Regions from separate parts of the Ovis aries genome. Here region 1 is linked to region 2. Evidence: chromatin contacts called from public Hi-C data. All regions are on one chromosome and are shown on one strand. Each heading gives the region's core, a stretch centred on a gene start, on an enhancer-like site or on the middle of the called end of the contact. The rest is flanking DNA. Distances are from core to core; before and after follow the strand shown. Region 1 holds the start of U2AF1 (U2 small nuclear RNA auxiliary factor 1). Region 2 overlaps PKNOX1 (PBX/knotted 1 homeobox 1).

Region 1 (5,523 bases), core at 52-2,551, 92 kb after region 2:
AGCAGAGCTGGCTGATCCGTTCAAGATCCTGTTTCCCAAGCTGCTGTCTCTGGGGCCACAGCATTCAGGGCAGGCCTCTCTTCCACAGCACTTAATGCGTTTCAATTCATTTTCATTCAGTTATCCTTTGCACGACAAGCACCCCCTTGCTCCTTGAGAACAAGATCCAGATTCTACCCATATCTGAGTCCCCAGACACTGGCCTTGAGCTGACACTCAGTAAGTGTTTCTGGACTGAATATGACTGATGACTGTCGTGAGTTTTGCTAGGAAAAAATATAACCCCCTCTTCCAAACAACTCAAGATTCTAGAATATGTAAAAGACATTTTACAAGGTACACTGCATCCTGGAAAACAGAAACAATTAAAAGTTTTTGATAAAGTCAAAACATTAGCTATGGCAAACTTACGAGTTTACTGTTAAAAACATATTCACATAAACCCTGTACAGCTCTGAAGAACACCAAGATGCTAACCATTTATTCGAAGAATACATCCAGCTCAATCTTAAGGTTTTTAAAGAACTGTCCTCCAAAATTAACAACTGGCAAACCCAAAATTATATTATTTTTACTCTCAACCTAACAACTAACTACGGAAGGTATGCAACCTAAAAAAATCACCCATCTTATTCTTATATTGGAATTGCACCTGAAAGTATTTTAAAAGCAGACTGTCTTTCACGGTTAGTTAACTCGTAATCTCCAAAATACTGTTTCACAATAAATGTCCTTATGAGCTGTTCGATGATCGCTTAACTCACACAAGTGGCTTGTTAAGCATCTAAAACCCTAACAGGAACCTCAGTTATCTAGCGATTTAACGCGGGCGAGTCTATACTACAGCCTGCCCGATTCGACATTAAAAGATCAAACTTGGGAGAATCGTTAACGTTGACAACTTCAGCACAACTCGAGTCGGCTTCCGAGAGCCGGGGGCACGGGTCGCCTGTAGGTGGGCCACCAAGGAGCCCCCGGCGGGAGAGGCCGCTCTGCCCAAGAGGAAGCCCGGCGCCCGCCCGGCCCATCGCCCGCCTGCCCGGGCGCACGCGGCGGAGCGCGGCTCCTGAGGCCGGAAGGGCAGCCCGCCCCTCCCCCCGCCGAGCCTCCCGCCGCCGTCCGGGCCCCGCCGCCAAGCTCCTCCGCGAGCCACCCGTCTCTCCAGCTCGGAACCTCTGCGGCCGGTTCTCACTTACTTGTCTTTCTCGGTGCCGAAGATGGAGGCCAAGTACTCCGCCATTTCCCACCCGCCGCCGCCGCCGCCGACACTGCTGCCGACGCCGACGACCCCGCCCGACGCCCGCCAGAGACGTCACCCGGACGCGACGACGCTCGTTCCTCCTCACCAGCGTGGCGGCACTGCCCAATCAGGAGAGGCGCTGCCTGCGCATGGGCGGGGCTTGGCGCGCGCGGGAGGCGCTGCCCTGGCGGTCGCGGCGCCCGCGCGCCGCCTGCCAGCGCCACCTACCGGCTCTCGTTAGGTTCTTCGGGCTGGCGCCAGCGCTCCTCGCGCCCGGGCCTGGGGCCCGGCGACCTCCACCGGCGTTCCCCAATGCGCAGAGAAGCCAAGCGGCTGCAGAGGAGGCAGCGGCCGAGGGGCTTTTCCACGAAGTCCCTGGGGCCGGGCCCTGAACGCGCCTGTCTCGCGTTGGGGGTTCCGCGGGCTCTAAGCGGTGCGAGATCCCCCTCACCGCACTTTCCCTGGGGGTTCCCCACCGAACCCTTCCTCCGGGAAGACGCGTTCTTCAGCTTCCTCGTCTTCGGGGAGCAGAGTCGGAGCTCCCCTGCTCCCCGGTCCGGAGGTGTGCCGCCTGGGCCTGGCCCCGGAAAAGCCCGGCGGGTTTGGAGAGGCTCCGATGCTGGGAAGGCGGAGCGCACGTCTTCGGGCCGAGCTCACGGGCCCGCAAGACAGAGCGGTGCGAGAGAGTGAGGAGTTATGGGCTCGGGACAGGTTTAGGGACGTCCAGCAATGCTCGGCACAGAAACCCTGAAGACCACGAAGAAGCCAAAGTGCAGGGGCCGCTGCGACGAGGGGGCCGAGCAGAGTCACAGATCTGCGTGGACTCCGGGTCCTTTTCCCCAGAGCTACCCACCTCCAGTGTTCCTAATTCATTCTGGTTTTTTTTTTTTTTTTTTTTTTTTTGAGGCAACTCCTTTTTACCCACTGTTTCTTCCTCGTTCCCTTCTTTCACCCAGCGGCCCTTCCCACAGATGGCTCCATAGGACTGTGGGCGCAGTCCTGACTACTTTCATGGCTCCCCAGAGCTCCGTTGTGTGGCTAACCAGTCCCCTGTTGATGGGCCCAAGGAAGAGCCAGTCTCGCCTCTACTGACAGTCCTGCAGCAAGTGTCCTGCAGGTATCGTTTTGCATTTGGGGCAAACGCACACCTGGTTTATTTGTCCACCCAGGTCTGCAGTCTCAGAAATTCGTAAACAGAGAACGCAACAAAAAGTTTTATCCTGGGAAGAAGCCTGCACAAAAATGAGTTTTATCCTGGCAGAAATGCTTTGGCAGTGTCTACTGTGTTAAAATGTGGTATGGAGCACATTTGAGAGTGAGGGTAAAAATAACAACCAGGTGCTTGTGTAGCCCTCAAAGCAGGTACGAGGAGGACTCGGTTCCCTCTGAACACAGTTTGAGAACTGCTTTTTTGGTTGGTGGGTGTCATAGCAGGGGCTTGGATCCTATTTGTACTTTAGGGGAAGTGAAATAACCCCTCAACCCTCTTGGGTTCTGGTGGCTGGACTAATAGTAAAACTGACTCAAGGTAGATTACCAGGAAAAGAAGAAACTTAACTCTAATTCATGCACATGGGGCCCCATAGAAATGGGACCTAAGAAGTGGGCAAGGACTTCCGTGGTGACTCAGAGGATAAAGAATCTGCTTGCAGTGCAGGAGACTGGAGTTTGATCCCTGGGATGGGAAGATCCCCTGGAGAAAGGAATGGCAACCTACTCCAGTATTCTTGCCTAAAGAATTCCATGGACAGAGGAGTCTGGCAGGCTGCAGTCCATGGGGTTGCAAAAGTCACACATGACTAAGCAAGTAACCACAGCAAGAAGTGGGCAAAGCAGGCAGCTTTTATTCTTTTTAGACAAGCTGTGACTTTGTGAGGAATTGACAGACTTAAGATTGGGGTGCCCAGTTAAAGAAGTAGAAAAGTTTGCTTATATAAGCTTCATGTGCCCAAATTCCCCATCTTTGGTGATAAGAATCCTTCTGCCTCCAGGTGCAGGGTTGCACCTTTTACAGGGGAGACTTATTTCCTACTCTCAGGGAGACAGTGTGTGTCTCTTGTATTGATTGTTTCTTAAGTAACCTTGAGTGAGTGAAAGTGTTAGTTGCTTAGTCCTGTCTGATTCTGCAACCACATGGACTGTAGCCTACCAGGCTTCTCTCTCCATGGAATTCTCCAGACAAGAATACTGCAGTGGGTTGCCATTCCCTTCTCCAGGGGATCTTCCAAACCCAGGGACTGAACCTGGGTCACCTGCATTGTAGGCAGATTCTTTACCAACTGAGCTATGAGGGAAGCCCCTTAGATCCAGGGAAGAACAGTAATTAACTTCTGTTCTATATGTTGGAGTTCATGATCTGAGCCACAGTCAGCTCCCGGTCTTGTTTTTGTTGACTGTATAGAGCTTCTCCATCTTTGGCTGCAAAGAATATAATCAATCTGATTTCGATGTTGACCATCTGGTGATGTCCATGTGTAGAGTCTTCTCTTGTATTGTTGGAAGAGGGTGTTTGCTATGAGCAGTGCATTTACTTGGCAAAACTCTATTAGTCTTTGCCCTGCTTCATTCCGCATTCCAAGGCCAAATTTGCCTGTTACTCCAGGTGTTTCTTGACTTCCTACTTTTGCATTCCAGTCCCCTAGAATGAAAAGGACATCTTTTTTGAGTGTTCTAAAAGATCTGGTAGGTCTTCATAAAACCGTTCAACTTCAGTTTCTTCAGCGTTACTGGTTGGGGCATAGACTTGGATTACTGTGATATTGAATGGTTTGCCTTGGAGACGAACAGAGATTATTCTGTTGTTTTTGAGATTGCGTCCAAGTACTGCATTTCTGACTCTTTTGTTGACCATGATGGCTACTCCATTTCTTCTGAGGGATTCCTGCCCGCAGTAGTAGATGTAGTGGTCATCTGAGTTAAATTCACCCATTCCAGTCCATTTTAGTTCGCTGATTGCTAGAATGTCGACATTCACTCTTGCCATCACTTGTTTGACCACTTCCAATTTGCCTTGATTCATGGACCTGATATTCCAGGTTCCTATGCAATATTGCTCTTTACAGCATCAGATCTTGCTTCTATCACCAGTCACATCCACAACTGGGTATTGTTTTTGCTTTGGCTCCATCCCTTCATTCTTTCTGGAGTTATTTCTTCACTGATCTCCAGTAGCATATTGGGCTCCTAATGACCTGGGGAGTTCCTGTTTCAGTATCTTATCATTTTGCCTTTCCCTACTGTTCATGGGGTTCTCAAGGAGAGAATACTGAAGTTGTTTGCCATTCCCTTCTCCAGTGGACCACATTCTGTCAGGCCTCTCCACCATGACCCACCCATCTTGGGTTGCCCCGCAGGCATGGCTTGGTTTCATTGAGTTAGACAAGGCTGTGGTCCTAGTGTGATTAGATTGACTAGTTTTCTGTGAGTATGGTTTCAGTGTGTCTGCCCTCTGATGCCCTGTTGCAACACTTACCATCTTACTTGGGTTTCTCTTACCTTGGGCGTGGGGTATCTCTTCACGGCTGCTCCAGCAAAGCACAGCCGCTGTTCCAGAAAGTGGGGGAAACCGCTAGACCATTCAGGTATGACCTAAATCAAATCCCTTATGATTATACAGTGGAAGTGAGAAATAGATTTAAGGGTCTAGATCTGATAGATAGAGTGCCTGATGAACTATGGAATGAGGTTCATGACATTGTACAGGAGACAGGGATCAAGACCATCACCATGGAAAAGAAATGCAAAAAGCAAAATGGCTGTCTGGGGAGGCCTTACAAATAGTTGTGAAAAGAAGAGAGGCGAAAAACAAAGGAGAAAAGCAAAGATATAAGCATCTGAATGCAGAGTTCCAAAGAATAGCAAGAAGAGATAAGAAAGCCTTCTTCAGTGATCAATGCAAAGAAATAGAGGAAAACAACAGAATGGGAAAGACTAGAGATCTCTTCAAGAAAATTAGAGATACCAAGGGAACATTTCATGCAAAGATGGGCTCGATAAAGGACAGAGATGGTATGGACCTAACAGAAGCAGAAGATATTAAGAAGAGGTGGCAAGAATACATGGAAGAACTGTACAAAAAGATCTTCATGACCCAGATAATCATGATGATGTGATCACTAATCTAGAGCCAGACATCTTGGAATGTGAAGTCAAGTGGGCCTTAGAAAGCATCACTACGAACAAAGCTAGTGGAGGTGATGGAATTCCAGTTGAGCTGTTACAAATCCTGAAAGATGATGCTGTGAAAGTGCTGCACTTAATATGCCAGCAAGTTTGGAAAACTC
Region 2 (5,805 bases), core at 527-3,026:
CCCCGCCCTGAGGCACTGAGTCCAGGGAGGGCTGGGCCAGTGCTTGTAATAGCTCCGCACCTCCCAGGATGTGGAAAACTGTTGTGAGTGTTCTTCCTTGCAGTAAGCATTTGATTTTCTACAATATAGATCGACCACGTCTACTTAGACAGCCCTCTGAGGGCGAACAGTTAGATTGGTCTTTTTTCATAATCATTTTAAAAAATCCTGAAATAAATCTTAAGCTTTTTAAAAAATAATACTGTCAGACTTCTCTCCAGAAATACTGTTTGATTGGGCTTTTTTAGTCAGTTGCTTTCGGTTTTGGTTTATTTTTTAAGAGAGAAGCTATTCCTGAGTATGCTGTTTCATCCGGAAGCATCATGGAGTGACCTGCTGGCTCTGTTCTGTTGGAGAGAACAAAGCCCAAGGCAGCCTGCAGGGCTGCAGCCCGAGCGCCAGGCTGCCCTCCTGGCAGGACGACTGAGGATAAGCCCCGCCACCCAGGCTCCCCCAAGAGTCTACCTCCTTGAGGGGAAAGGGGAAGCAGCTGGGGGCGGGGCAGGTAGATCCCAGACACCCCAGCCCTGAAGAAGCCAGGGCACTGATCTGCTCAGGGATAAGAGAAGTTAAGGGAGTGGTTTTGTTTTATTTGTAAATCGATTTCTTTTATGTTTAGGGATTTAAATATTCTTCCCCTAAGTTCCAAATAGCACAGCCAGCCAAAGCAATTTCAATGATAATAGCTTCAAGACTTCCTCTTATGTTTAAAGCTGTTCTTTAAACCCAGCTGGTCTTTGCTTTCTAGATGCAGTGACTTTCCTTAAAGTTTTATACCTTGTGTATTCCTGAGTTTAAGGACTGGTAAGGGAGAATTCCAGCCCCATCACACATATGAAGTGTCTTGGGCTTGAGTTGTTTTTGTGACAAGATAAGAGAGCGTGGACTGTTTCTCCTTCTCCAACCACAGCATTACCTGCTGTGAGGATGTTACAGCGAGGAGAGGCGGACGGGTCAGGTCTCACATGCACTGGTTCCCTTCAGAGGTTTTGCAAATAATGTGTTTCACACGTCAGTCCTCTCAATTTTTAAATGGTTTGGAAATCTGACCTTTTTTTTTAACCATTTAAAAGCATATTATTAGTACATTCAAAGGAGCTTTGTTGGTATATTCCTTACGTACTATTGCCAGTTATATAACCACCTGGCAGTTTGCCATTCCTCTGCTTTGAGAGTAGAATACTTAGCAGCAACTTACTTTGTTTTTAGTAACAAAAATACTCTCCTCCTCTCACAGATGCAGGTAGTCACAGAGTTAAAAACGGAGCAAGACCCCAACTGCTCTGAACCAGATGTGGAAGGAGTGAGCCCTCCCCCGGTGGGGTCCCAGACACCGATGGATGCAGATAAGCAGGCCATTTATAGGTAGCGGTGAGATGTGAAGTGTGTGGGTGTTCGTTCAGAGGAGTGATGAGGATGGAGGCCTGGTTAAACCGAAAGTGAGCTGTTGGCTGGGCAGAGTAGTGGGCTGGAATGTGATAATGCTGGGGTGAAAGTTTTCTCAGGTTACCATGTTATTGCTAATATCTTTTTAAAAAACAGTTTTGGAGTATAAGTCTACATTTAGTCAACCTTACAACAAGCAGTCTTTAAGCCCAGCTGATGGTACTAGAGATTTCTACCACAAAGAAGGAGAAACAGGAAGTCTACCCAGTTTCTCCCAGTAAACAGAACACGGGGTGCTTCTGAGCTCACCTTATGAATGGAGAATCACCTCTGCCACCAAAGCCAGACAAAGACAACACAGAAAAAGAAACGTGAAGACCAGTCCGTATGCTTCATGAACTTTGGCATAAAAATCATTAGTAAAATATTAACAAAATCGAGCAGAGCAGCATGGAAAGAGAAGAATATTACTGACCAGGTGGAGTTTATCCCAGGAAGCGAGACTGGTTCACCATTCAGAGATCAACCAGTGAGCCATATGATGTGATCATATCAAGTGATGCCAAGAAGCATTTGACAGAAGTCAACAGCCAGTTATACCTAAAAACCGCCAGTGCAGCAGTCGTAGAGGGGAGCTTTCTTAACCTGATGTAGGGAAACTACCAAAAAACCTATAGCTCACGTCATACTTAATGGTGGAAGATGGAATGTTTTCCCCAAGTCTGGGGACAAGGCAGAGGTGTCCACCCTGGCTCCTCCTGTTCATCTCTGTGGCAGAAGTTCAGCCAGTTCAGTGAGGCAAGACAAGGAAAAGACATATCCAGTTAGAAAGGCAGAAATTAAATTGGCTTTATGCACAAATGATGTGATTGTCTATGTATAGAAAATCTCAAAGTTTACCAAAGAACTTCCAGAATGAAACAATTGAGTTTAATAAGGTCACAGGTTGCAACAGCAACACATAGAAACCAGTCCTATTTTTATACTAATAGTGTACAATTGAAAACTGAAGTTAAAAAGATAATAATACCATTACAAGAGCTCCAAAAAAATTTTGATGTAAATCTGACAAAACACATGCAGAAACTTTATGCTGAAAACTGTAAAACGCCCATGCAGGCAGGCAAAGAAATCGTTAATAAAAGGGCATGCTGTGTTCATGGGCGGGAAGATTCAGCATCGTAAAGATGTCCTGAAATTGATCTTTAGCTCTGTAGCAGTTCCAATGAAAATCTCAGCAGGATGTATTTATACATATAGACAAGTTAGTCGTAAATTTTATATGGAAGTCAAAGAACTAGAGCTGCTGAAACAATTTTGAGCAAGAAGAATGAAGTTGGAAGACTTTGTCTACTTGATTTTCTCAGTGGAGGAGAGGTAGACTCTCCAACAAATGGCGCTGGAGCGGCTGGACATCGATGAGCAGAGAGAAGACCCATGCCCTAAGCTCACATCCGACACAAAAATCTACTCAAAGTAGAATATGGACCTAACGTAAACTCCGGAGTTAGCCAGCTGGTGTTAACCATGCAATGGAATATTATGTGGCCAGAACAAAGAAGGAGGTACTGACTGATACATGTTCCAACAGTGACAAGCCTTGAGGACATCATGCGAAGTGAAAAAAGTCAGACACTGAAGGTCACATAATATATGACTCCATTTGTATAAAATGTCTAGAACTGGCAAATCTGTAAGACGGCAGATTAGTGCTGACCTGGGGCTGGAGTTTGGTGGAGAATGGAGAGTGACTACGAACAGCTACAGGGTTTCCTTGGGGGGTGATCATATTATAAAATTGACGGTGGTGGTTGTACAACTCTGTGAATATACTAAAATCCACCAAATTATAAACTGTAAGCGGGTGAATTGTGTGGCATGTGAATTATATCTCAGCAAAGCTCTTATATAAAACAGTGCGTATATACGTACTAAAGCATTTTCATGAAAATGTAGAACACATATTTTAACATTTTCCCCCCCAGGCATCCACTATTTCCATTATTAGCTTTGTTGTTTGAAAAATGTGAACAGTCTACCCAGGGCTCAGAAGGCACAACTTCTGCCAGTTTCGATGTGGACATTGAGAACTTTGTGAGGAAGCAGGAGAAGGAGGGAAAGCCCTTCTTCTGTGAAGATCCAGAAACTGACAATTTAGTAAGTAAAATTCGCGGTTTTCATTTTTATTTCTTCTAAATTTAACCTGTTCAGTAAATTGTACATCTCTAATTAGAACTTTGGATTGTTTTTGGTTTTGCTGAAGCGGGGAATTTTCCATTTCTTGAGATCAGCCAGGTCTCCAGCATTCTCCAGTGACCCCTTCCTGTAGTAATCCAGCCAGATGGCTTGAGCCTGTGAGCTGAGTGGGCCAGGAGTTCAGTCCCTCCCGAGTGTTTGGAAGGCCCTCTGGGATTGCCGTGCCCCCTGCCTTGCTTCCCAGGCAGTGTGTCTGAGCCCAGCATCAGCTCTCAGCTCTCCCCTGATCGTGGACCCTGGCTTTGCTCTGGAGGCCAGCACTGCTGGTGGGTGATAGACTGTGTGAAGACCTGGGGCGGAGCAGGCATGAGCACAGAGCCGGGGCCAGCTTAACAGAGCCTCTGGCGCCCCTTGCGGCCTCCTTGGCCTTTCTGTCCGAGCCAGCCCGGCTCACGAGGGCATCTTCCTCCCAGGTGCAGTGCTCCCAACCTCTGCGTTCTCTGTGCTTTCTGAAGGCCGCGGAGAGTTCCTTGGGGTGACGTCACTGTGGTGCCCCAGGGGAGCGGTGCCCTCCAGCACTGGCAGCCTGTGTCTGGGACGTGTTCCTCCACCAGATCCCCGCTGGAGTCGGCCAGCTCTCAGACCACAGCCTGAGGCCCCTCATTAGCAGGGAAGGGTTTTCGGAAAACTTCCCTGGATAAACTGCCCTGGTTTTAGGTGCTGTTTTTAATTTCTTAGTATATATTCACCCTTACAGCTAGATAGATTTTCTAGATGAGGTGTCTGACTTTGAGTCTGAGTCCTCGTCTTGGAAATGGAACCAACAGCTCCCGCTCTCTGGGGATGAAGGCCATGTGCTCTCCCTGCCTCTGGCCCTCCACGTGCTGCCATCAGTGAGGAGGGAGCAGGAGTGCCAGTGTGGGCCAGGCTGGCAGGGACCAGGGCCCTCCTGCTGGACGCCCCACACAGGGCCAGCGGGGCTGGCATGTGGTCATTCTCAGCATCAGCTGGCTGGCTGGCTCACTCCACAGAGATGCCTGAACTGCTGCACCAAGGTCACGGGGACCGAGCTGAGTTTTAGGTTGTGGGTTCACAGGAAGTGGTGTTTGTGGTGCTGGTTCATCACTGGTATCCACGTTATGTACTACTAGGAGGCAAATTACTCCCAAATTTAGTGCCTTTGTGTAAAACTGAAGAACTTTTCAGGAAAACTGTAAGAGAAAATCTTTAGGATCTGGGGCTAGTCTAGGGCCGGGCAGAGAGTTCTTAGACTTGACACCAAAAGCAGAATCCATTGCAAGCAGAGTTGGTAAGTTGAACTTCTTCAAAATTAAGAGGCACCTGGCGGGTGGGCACAGGTTCATCCTCGTTTACAGATGAAGGAACAGGAGCAGAGTGAGGGTGAGTCACCAAGGGGGCCGAGATTGAGCCCGGCAGCTCCCAGACTGTGCCTGCCATCTGGGAGGCGGGCCTCCCCCTCTACTCACCAGCTGAGCCCGACACCAAGCCACAGGGCAGCGCAGCTGCAGTGCTTGGTGGTCCTGCAGACTCTGACGTCTTCCTCCTCCTGGTCCTGGCAGCCCAGGCGGCCGTGTCTGTGCAGGAGACCTGTGTGGTGATGATGGCCGCTTACCCTCGTGCTCCCTGGTTCTTGTCTGAAAGTTTCGATTTTCTTGCTTCTAGATGGTAAAAGCCATCCAGGTTCTGCGTATTCATCTTCTTGAGCTGGAAAAGGTTAATGAACTCTGCAAAGATTTCTGCAGTCGCTATATTGCTTGTCTAAAAACGAAGATGAACAGCGAGACTCTCCTGAGTGGGGAACCTGGCAGCCCATACTCTCCCGTCCAGTCCCAGGTATTTACGTCAGGGCTGCATGCCTGTTGGGTCACCACGGTGTCGGCAAGGGTGAAGCATGTGGGCGTCTAAGGCCACTAGCCCTGTCAAGATGGGGGGGTGGGCGGGGGCTGTACTCAGCCGTCCTGCTCTGAGGAGCCCCCAGGTCTCTGAACGTGGCCTGTGCTGGGAACACACATGGCCCCTCAGGCCAGAGAGACCACCTGCCTGGGCTTCACGCCGTGAACCAAGTGGGCCTGACTGCGTCCTACGCCAGAGCCCAAGGCAGAGCACCAGTCATTGCTTTGTTTCTCTTTTTGTAAATGAATGTATTAAATTGTGGTAAAGCAC

What was found. Hi-C and Micro-C count contacts between places; a contact is called where the count stands out from the background.
Region 1: a contact with region 2 is called in a Hi-C map of liver, with 2.1 times the contacts expected there. The contact joins the promoter of U2AF1 here to the enhancer-like site in region 2. A contact is called at or near these places in 3 of 16 Hi-C or Micro-C datasets (hypothalamus, liver and muscle).

The regions. Positions count from the first base shown.
Region 1 is chr1:263,957,026-263,962,548 of ARS-UI_Ramb_v3.0, forward strand. It overlaps U2AF1 (U2 small nuclear RNA auxiliary factor 1), which reads right to left and starts at 1,302. Exons shown (of 8, transcript XM_027960886.3): 1 at 1,197-1,302. The coding sequence starts at 1,240. LOC121817445 (a long non-coding RNA gene) reads left to right here and starts at 1,470. Exons shown (of 2, transcript XR_006057375.2): 1 at 1,470-2,357.
Region 2 is chr1:263,864,130-263,869,934 of ARS-UI_Ramb_v3.0, forward strand. PKNOX1 (PBX/knotted 1 homeobox 1) reads left to right here. Exons shown (of 13, transcript XM_060405931.1): 5 at 1,277-1,404; 6 at 3,411-3,582; 7 at 5,305-5,475. Among named protein-coding and RNA genes, the nearest start is that of PKNOX1, 24 kb to the left of the region's middle. Within about 2 kb of position 1,777, at least 3 of the 54 cell types and tissues checked have an H3K27ac peak or open chromatin away from gene starts, as enhancers often do. A contact at or near this core is called in liver, where this site is marked.